Linked DNA regions of Hordeum vulgare: region 1 is linked to region 2. Evidence: chromatin contacts called from public Hi-C data. All regions are on one chromosome and are shown on one strand. The core of a region is the stretch at or near the end of the contact, and the rest is flanking DNA. Distances in the headings are between cores, read along the strand shown.

Region 1 (4,586 bases), core at 246-2,745, 720 kb before region 2:
AAGGTGTACAGTGATCAGCATATAGCTGAAATGCAGTCAATTGAGCATGAGTGGTTCCGATAGTTAGAAACTTAGAATGTTTGCTTTTCAGGTAGTGCGATTGCATCATTGGTTGATTGGATGGTGCGTGTTTAACTACATCAAGAGACCATCATGAACTTTAACTTTGAGTAAATTTAGGTAACCAGCGAGTCAACATTCCCCTGCTGTTAGGCCAATTCACAAATTAGTAAGTACTCAGTAGCTTACATGGTAGTGGTACTGACGGCTTTCTTTCTACCGGTTTTCTCCTCCTCCAAAAGCACACGCACGTTGAAATGAGTAGTAGTGCAGCAACTATAGGTAGTGTGATGGCCAAGACCAATCCTGTCCTATTTCTTGTTCCCTCTGCAAACAAATGGTGCGGATTTCAGAGAGTGCAGTGCAGACTGCAGACAAGTGTTCCACCATCCAAGTGACACCAATCAAGCACGAAAGAGCAATCATATGTGTTTCAGACACTCACCTTGTTCGGCCGCCGCTGGCGCTGGCGCTGGTGCCGGTGGCAGCACGTCCGGGAGTTGCAGCAGTGGGCGTCCAGAGAAGAAGGAGTAGGTCTCGAACCGGAAGTTGCATCGCACGCCGAAGACTCTCCCGCCCGGCTTCCCCACGAAGTACTGTGGGGTAAACTTCTCGATTATGTCCCTGAGGCAGCTCCGGCAGTCGTCCGCCGCCATGTCTGGCGTGCACTGCGCCAGCGAGTAAATCTTGGGGTACGTCCTGTCGTACCCCTCCTCCCCCGTGCCGAACCGCCGGGTCGGGTCCCCGGCAGCATAGTAGGCGGTGGCGTTGACGAGCCGTCCGGAGGCGGCGTCGAACGCCGTGGCCGCCGCGCCCGCGCTGACGTTGTTGCCGTTGAACGCGACGAACTTGCCCCTGTTGTCGGTGACGTTGGCCAGGAAGTCCTGGTCGGAGTAGCGGAGGATGCAGGGGTCGTCGAACATGGTGGCGTGCCTGTTGAAGGCGCAGAGCTGCTGCGCGTTCCGGAAGGCGGCGGCGACGCAGGCCGCGCATGAGGAGGCGTTGGTGTCGCCGCGGCAGAGCGCGAGAGCGTAGACGGCGTCCGGCTTGGCGCCGGCGGCGCCCTTGGCGAAGAGCGCCGGGGACGCGGAGGCGTTCCCGGGGAGTCCGCTGGCGAGGGCGCGTATGTTGGCCTGGTAGGCGCTGCCCTCCGTGTAGTTCCGGGCGGCGGTGTCGCAGAGCTGCCACGGCAGCGGCTGCGCTCCGGCGAGCGGCGCGTGGAGGAACGCGAGGAGGAGGAGGCCGGCGGCGAGGTTGTGACAGGGACAGAGAGCAAGGGTGCGTCGCATGCGCATCACCACCATCGCCATGGAGCTGAGCTGCTGAGTGGTGTCGCCGTATAGTGGTATAGTACGGGGCGTACCTGCAGTTTCGAGTAAAATAGAAGAGCCGCGATCGGCGATTTTCCACGCTCGACGCTGACGGAGGAACAGAAGTAGCAGCTGATGGCGAAAGGAGTGACCGAGCGGAAGCGTGACACATGGTGGAATTGGTCAAGGGAGGTGGCTTGGTCATTTATTTCTTTGGCCTTTTTCTGCGTCAGGTGTTCTGGTAGGTACGCCCTGACGGGGTACGAGTGTTAGAGCAACTCAGTGATACAATCATACAAGTGTTAAGAGCAATTCTAATGGGGCAATCATACAATTATGCAGCAGCAAGTCACCAACGTCTCCGTCGCGACGGCAACGAGGGAGACGCTCTTCATTCGAGGGTTAAACCCTAGCCAACACGGCCTCGTCAACGCCGCCGTGGCCGTCGCGGTCAGCACCGGCTCATCCGCCTTTCTTCGGACGCTGCTGCCCGACTCGTCCGGCGCGTCGGTTTGCAACCCGGTGCCCGGATTCCACGTCTACCCGCATGCCTCCCGCCTCTTGGGATAGTGCTCGTCCTGGATTCCACCTTCATGCGTGACGAGGTCGGCCTGGACCTAGACGGCTTCCCTCTCAACCATGAGTTTCCGGAGGACTACGGGCTAGAGGAAGAGGACGAGTGCGACATCGAAGCGGAGCCTTTGTTTAAGGACGAGCTCGCCAACCAAGCGGACGGGACGGCACCGAAGCGCAAGAGCAAGCGAGCCAAGGCATACACGGCGACCGAGGACAAGCTTCTTTGCGAGTGTTGGAGAGACATTGGGCAAGACCCCAAGACGGGCGTCGAACAAAAGCATTCAACCGTTTGGATTCGTGTTCATCGTGAGTTCCATGAGCGCAAGAAGTTTCCGCCGTATCAAATAGCAAGCGCGCGTGGGTGTGTGTCCATTTCGAAGCGTTGGAGGGTGACCCAACAAGAGCGCAACAAGTTTTGTGCCACTCTTGAGAGCGTCAAGGCCCGCCCCGTGAGCGGCATCGGCGTGCTAGACATGGTATGCTAGCAAGCCGCCCTCTTTTTGTGTCATCAAGTATATGCTTTTGGGTGTTCGTTTGCATATCATTTTGCCAATATGCTTGCATGAAATACATTTGTAGGCATTTCAAGCTTTGGAGGCATTCAAGGTCCAACAGAACGGCAAGTGCTTCAACCTCTCCCATTGCTTTAGGGTGATCAAGGACGAGGAGAAGTTCAAGGCGCAATATGTCGGCCTCAGGTCGCATGGTGGGAAGAAAGGCGCGGAGGAGGTTGGGGACGACGAGAAGGCTCGGTCGAGGGGGAAGACCAACTCCAAGAAGGAGGACAAGCGGGATGCGACATCGATCGCCTTGATCGCAACCATGGAGGGCATGATCACCAAGGACTCAAGGGAGGAGAAGTGCCGGCAAGAAAGAGAAGAGCAAATAAACGCCTTCTTGGATATCCAAAGGAGGATGCTTGACATGGAGGCGGAGAAACAAGCACGGATATGCTTGAGATGGAGGCGGAGAAGCAAGCCAAGATGCTAGAGATCGAAGCCGCCAACACTAAGACCAAGGCCAAAGAAGTGGCTCTCGCGAGCATGATGACCGGGTGGAGATCATGAAGGTGGATCTCAACACCGTGTCACCAAGGAAGAGGCCGTGGTTCGAGAAGATGCAGGCCGACATGCTCAAGTTCGACGAGGAGTAATCTATGGCGGCGAGCGCCATCTTTTTTGGATGCCTGCAGGTGTACTGGCATGACCAGGAGGGGTCGCGATGGCATGGTTGAACTCAAGTCCCACTCTTTTTGTGTGCTGGCATGTGTGCGAGCCGGCTCGCGAGTGCGCCAGCAGAACTGTGGTGCTATTTTTTGAAGTCGGCATTGTATGTCGGTGTTGGCATGAAACATGGCCGCTCGCATGATCAGCCGCGGGCCCTTTTTTTAATATGTTAATTGCGGGCATGAAATGGGGCCACGCGTTGGGCGCACTGCCGACCCAAATATAAAACAGGGCGGACGCGGTGCGGGCAGCCGACCCAAACGGACAAAAACGGACAAATTCGCCGTTCGTTTGGGTTGGCCCGTTGGAGTTTCTCTAAGCAATGCCAACCCCGCCCTACGGGGCGGCGCGTTAAAAAACATTTACACTGCTGAATAGGTAATGCGTTAGCTCCAGCACATGCCACAAAATAAAGCGGGACGTTGTCGCTCCAACAAACACGTTAAATTTAAAATATCCACGTTTAGCACAAACCTCATTTTCCATTTTTTAAATCATGAAAAAATCAAAAGCATAAAATAAATCAATAATAAAATAGTTCACAACATTGTTCATAAAAACATAGTTCAAGTCCAAACGATACATAAGCTAGATAGCTAACTACTACCCCCCCGCTCTCCTCGGTGGTGTATTCCAACGTGAGAAAGGCGTCATGCGAGTGATCATCATCACTACTCCATGTCGACGCGTGCCCCACATTGCAGTGTGCTACAACTGCAGCCTTCCGCTGACGCCTTTTCGCCCGGCCCGCGGATCGCACCACCCTCTGTCGTGACCAGAACTCATGCTCGTCGAGGACATCCTGCGGGAAGCAATCGCACCACACCTCCATGGCCTGCTTGTTTGTATCGGTGATGAGGAGGTGGCGGTCCCGCCTTGCCTGGATGCGGCGGTCCTCCGCAGTGATTACCCAAGGGGTGGCGCGCATCATCGGAGTGACGACAAGGTTGATGTAGAGCCCCTCCGTGATGAGTTCCCCCTCCGACGGAGTACCGAAAAAGGCCTCCAGATGGGATCTGGCGAGAACAGAGGCTTGCGGCGGTGGAAAAAGTATTTCGTGGATCCCTTTGAGGGTTTTGGAATATTGCTGAATTTATAGTGGATTAGGTAGGGGAAATGGAGCGTGGAGGGTCCAACACAACATCACGGCGCCCCCCCGGGACGCGCCCTGGTGTTGTGTGGGGCCCTCCGGCAAGATATTCCTTGGCCTCCAAGTTCTAGGTGATCCTTATCTTCAATAAAAAAATCTTAAAAAGTTTCAGGATGATTTGATCTTGTCTGTTATTTATTTCATGCGAAACAAAAACAGGGCAGAAAATAGGAAGTGACACTTGGCACGAAGTTAATAGGTTAGTCCCTAAAATGACATAAAAAGGTATAAAATGATAATAAAAACATCAAAGAATAATAATAT
Region 2 (4,694 bases), core at 595-3,094:
TAAGGATTTGTGCGGAGTAGGAAGCAGAGAATGACCAACATGTTTAATTTCCATACCTTGACCACTTGCGGTGTGGATTTGTTCTGGTCCAGTGTACCGGTCATGAACAACGAGTTTCTCCAACTCGCTAGTCACATGATCGGTGGCTCCAGTGTCGAGATACCAGTTGGTATTGACACCATAGGCAGCAGAAACGGTGTTGGCAGATTTCTTGCCACCCCCGCCGCTATTTCCACCGCCACTACCTTGTCGCTTGGGGGGAGGATTGAAGGTCTTGTCATAGCGTTTGAAGCAGCGCCAAGCAGCATGCCCCTCACGTTTGCAGATCTCGCACTTCTCATCCCCCCTTCCTCCTGAAGATGGGGCGCCACCATTGTTGGAGAAGAAGCCACCACTGCCTCCCCCACCATAGGCAGCACCAGGGTTGCTTCCTCCCCCGTAGCCAACAATAGTAGGGCGGCTAGAGTTATTGTTGCGGGAGCCGCCCTTGGAGGCAAGGTTGATGGAGAAGTCGTTGCTGCCGCTGTCGTTCTGCGCGTCGATGCGCGCCTCCGCATTGTTTAGCAGCGAGAAAAGTTTTGTAAGACCGATCTTTTGATCAGCCTCGGGACGAGAGGAGAGGGCTGCGACATACGGATTGTAATCCGAGTCCAATCCTTGCAAGATGTAGGAGACCAGTTCGTCGTCGTCGATGGGCTTCCCTGCCGCCGCCATCTCATCCGCAAAGCCCTTCATCTTGGTGAAGTAGAGGGCAACGAGTGAGTCTCCTTTCTTGGTGTTGCCGAGTTGCCCACGTAGATGGATGTGGCGTGCCCTGGAGTGGGACGCAAACATCTGCTGGATCACAGTCCAGACGCCGGTGGCAGAGACGAGGAGTGCACCTAGAGAAGAACATCGCGGGACAGAGATGCAAGAAGAAAAGTGAGGGCCTGCTGATCCTGCGTATACCAGAGAGCATGGGTAGGTTTGGAGTCGAAGAGATCTCCTTCTTCCCTGAAACCTCTGTCTCGGTGATCAAAACAGCGGGCGGCTCGGCCATGGTGCCATCGAGATAGCCCATGACACCAGCAGCGCACACATGTGGGAGGACTTGGGCCTTCCACACCAAAAAATTGTCCCTAGCTAGCTTTTCGGTAATGGTATGACCTAGCGCAGCAAGGGAGGAAGCCATGATGGAGCTTGAAGAGGAAGATGACATATCGATGTGAAAGAGGTAGGCTCTTATACCATGTGAAAAGGTTGGAAGCGTATGCATCTTAGCAGGGACGCGTGCGTGTTTATATAGGCACAATGACGAAGAGATATACATCAGAGAGGTTAGGATCAATCTCCTCTTATCTACATTTTAAACATAATGAGATAAAGAAATCCTAATCAACACAACACGCACGCACGCTTTATAACGTGTTATACAAATCACGTATTATACATGAGATATATTGTCTAACAGATGTGACTGTAGATGTTTTTAGATTGCGTGACGCATGATGCAATAGGTCAAGTGAGGCGGCTTGGGCATTGTTTTTTTTTCTCTTTGGCCCTTTACTGCTCTTCTCCGCGTCAAATGTGGTAGTAATAGGGTGATGAATAGCTAGCCTGACGGTGATGGGCATACGAGTGTCAAGATCAACAGAGAAAACTTGGAGAAACGTCAAATAAACTGTATGGCAGTATTAGGATGGTTGGCCATTATTGCATTATACAAATTACGAGTAGAAAACTTGAAGAAACGTCAAATAGCTGATCACCATCAGTCAACAAATGCTTTGCTTCAGTCAACCCTCCGACCCCACCTGCTAATGATACACCGAACCGACGGACGGACACCCGAACAACCCCTCTTCTCTTTTTGATTTTGTGTTTTTGTTCTTGACGAAGAAAAAGTACTATCACCGCTGACGGATTGCAATGGCCAAACCCCACCGCCGCTTCTCCCCGTACCTCGCCGGCGTCGCTGCCACCTTCCTCCTCCCCGTCCTCCACGCGCCACTCGCCGCGGCCGATGACGAGCCGCCTCCGTGGCCGACCTGCGGGCCCTATCCCCCCAGCGGCAACTACACGCCCAACAGCACCTACCAGGCCAACATCCATCTTCTCTCCGCCACCCTCCCCAGGAACGCCTCCTTATCCCCCGCCTTCTACGCCACCGGGGACGTCGGCGACGTGCCGGACATCGTCTACGGCCAGGCGCTCTGCCGCGGCGACGTCGCCAACGCCTCCGCCTGCGAGGCCTGCGTCGTGGCCGCCTTCCGCGGCGCGCAGCGGGCGTGCCCGCTCTACAAGGACGTCATGATCTTCTACGACCTCTGCCAGCTCCGCTTCTCCAACCGGAACTTCCTCCTGGACAACGACTACATCGTCACCACATACACGCTCCTGCGCTCCCGGGTCGTGGCCACGCCGGCGTTCGACGCCGCCGTCGGGCTGCTCCTCAACGCCACCGCGGACCACGCGGTGGAGGACTCGTCCAGGCGGTTCGGCACGGGGGAAGAGGGCCTCGGCGACAGGAGAAACCCCAAGATTTACGCGCTGGCGCAGTGCGCGCCCGAAAAGACGGCGGACGTCTGCCGGAGCTGCCTCAGCGGAATAATTGGGCAGCTGCCGAACTTGTTCAGAGGCAGGGCAGGAGGGGGGATGTTCGGCGTGTGGTGCAACTTCCGGTACGAGGTGTACCCTTTCTTCTCCGGGCGGCCGCTGGTGCAGCTTCCGCAGTTCGTAGAGGGGCCTCCTTCGTCGGCGCCACCCGTGACTAAAGGAGGAGGTGAGTTGGCTGTACGAAGGGAAATCATTTACTCCTATTGTTTTCTGCAATTATGCAATCTGAATTTTATTTGTCATTTGATGTGCAATTGCGTGCATACGTAAGAACATGCAACCACATAAGACTTTCTGATTTCTGTGACAAAAACAGGATTTAATCAGTAACAGAATTAGCCTGATATAGCTTCTGAATCAGTTAACAACACCTGCTTGTTCCATTCCTGCTCATCATAAGACATGAATCATGCCTTCGTCAGAGCTCTTGACGTGTCAGTTATAGAATTACTCGACCGAAAAGAACTTATATACATGTGCAAACTGGCTAACTTTTTGTCAGTGTGATGCAAATACAGAAAGAACATGATCCTTGAATACAGACAATCTTGCAAATGGTTTGTGTGCTCTGAAACTCACAAGGTTTTCTTATGAAAAATCCTACTACAAAGTTTTACAGCAACATATATGTACTACACGATTCCGATTGACGTTATAACTAACAAGTATACTGACTTGATGGTATGTATATTTACTTGCAGAGAAAAGGGGAAATAGAACAGGTAAAGTCCTAGCTATTCTGATGCCCACAATTGCTATGATATTGGCCAGCGTTGTGGTATACTTTTTCTGTCGGAGGAAGACAAGACCAGAAGAAGATGCGTATCGACCTTGTAAGGCCTCATCTTAAGCACTTTAAATTATGGAATAAGAGCCAGTCAAGTGATGACTCAATTGATTATCCATCAGATGGTGATTAGATCAGTTCATAGTAGAACCTGTTTAGTCGGTTATCGCTTTCTTAAATCTTAATACCAAAGCTTATCCATACGTTGGACCAGAATCATATACTGTATTTCCTAAAGAGCTTAAAGCCTTGTTTTTCATCATTGTCTACTTATTCTTCAACATATTCAGCTACCTCAGAAGATATTCAACACATCGATTCGCTTCTTCTCGATCTAGCAACACTGAGAATTGCCACCGATGACTTTGAGAACAGCAAAATGCTTGGTAAAGGAGGATTTGGTATGGTTTATAAGGTACATAACTACACCATATGCAGCTTATGTTTCGGAAAGGAAAAACGTAGCATTATCAGTTATGTTTTTTGCTGAGGGCTAAGTATATTTACTTTGACAGGGAGTCCTACCGGACGGTCAAGAAATAGCCGTCAAAAGGCTTTGTCAGACTTCCAGACAAGGAATAGGAGAGCTGAAGAGTGAACTGGTTCTAGTTGCCAAGCTTCACCACAAGAATCTTGTGAGACTTGTTGGTGTTTGCTTGGAAGAACAAGAGAAAATACTTGTTTATGAATATATGCCCAACAGAAGCCTTGATACCATTCTTTTTGGTAAGATTTTCCCATTAATAATTTTTTCCTGCTTTGAAATTTTATTCACTTGATTAAATAGTATTCCCTCCGTTGATAAATATAAGATGTTCTAACTTTTTTTCTGAATCAGATGTATATCGACACGTTTTAGTGTGTTTGTTCACTCATTTCAGTCCGATGTAGTCCATATTGAAATATCTGAAACATCTTATATTTGTGAATGGAGGGAGTAGAATTTATGCTACAATGATATTCTTATTTGAATCACAGATTCTGAAAAAAACAAAGAGCTGGACTGGGGAAAGAGGTTCAAGATAATCAATGGAATCGCTCGAGGCTTACAATACCTCCACGAAGATTCTCAATTGAAGATAGTTCACCGTGACCTTAAAGCGAGCAATATACTTCTAGATGTTGATTACAATCCTAAAATTTCCGACTTCGGCTTAGCGAAGATATTCGGAGGTGATCAATCAGAAGATGTAACTCGTCGTATCGCCGGCACATAGTAAGCATGTCGAGTACATTTGTCTGGCAAAACACCCATTTTTCAGTCGGGTTCTAAAGTTCTGTTTCTGTCACAGCGGATACATGGCGCCGGAGT

What was found. A called contact is a pair of places that touch in the nucleus more often than the background predicts.
Region 1: a Hi-C map of leaf shows a contact between it and region 2, with 2.6 times the contacts expected there. The contact joins the promoter of LOC123425814 here to the promoter of LOC123425813 in region 2. A contact is called at or near these places in 4 of 6 Hi-C or Micro-C datasets (leaf and seedling).

What each region holds. Positions count from the first base shown.
Region 1 is chr2H:197,263,733-197,268,318 of MorexV3_pseudomolecules_assembly, reverse strand. LOC123425814 (cysteine-rich receptor-like protein kinase 10) reads right to left here and starts at 1,495. Exons shown (of 7, transcript XM_045109549.1): 1 at 506-1,495; 2 at 250-387. The coding sequence starts at 1,370.
Region 2 is chr2H:196,543,545-196,548,238 of MorexV3_pseudomolecules_assembly, reverse strand. It overlaps LOC123425813 (cysteine-rich receptor-like protein kinase 6), which reads left to right and starts at 1,844. Exons shown (of 7, transcript XM_045109548.1): 1 at 1,844-2,761; 2 at 3,297-3,428; 3 at 3,673-3,797; 4 at 3,898-4,108; 5 at 4,361-4,598; 6 at 4,675-4,694. The coding sequence starts at 1,909.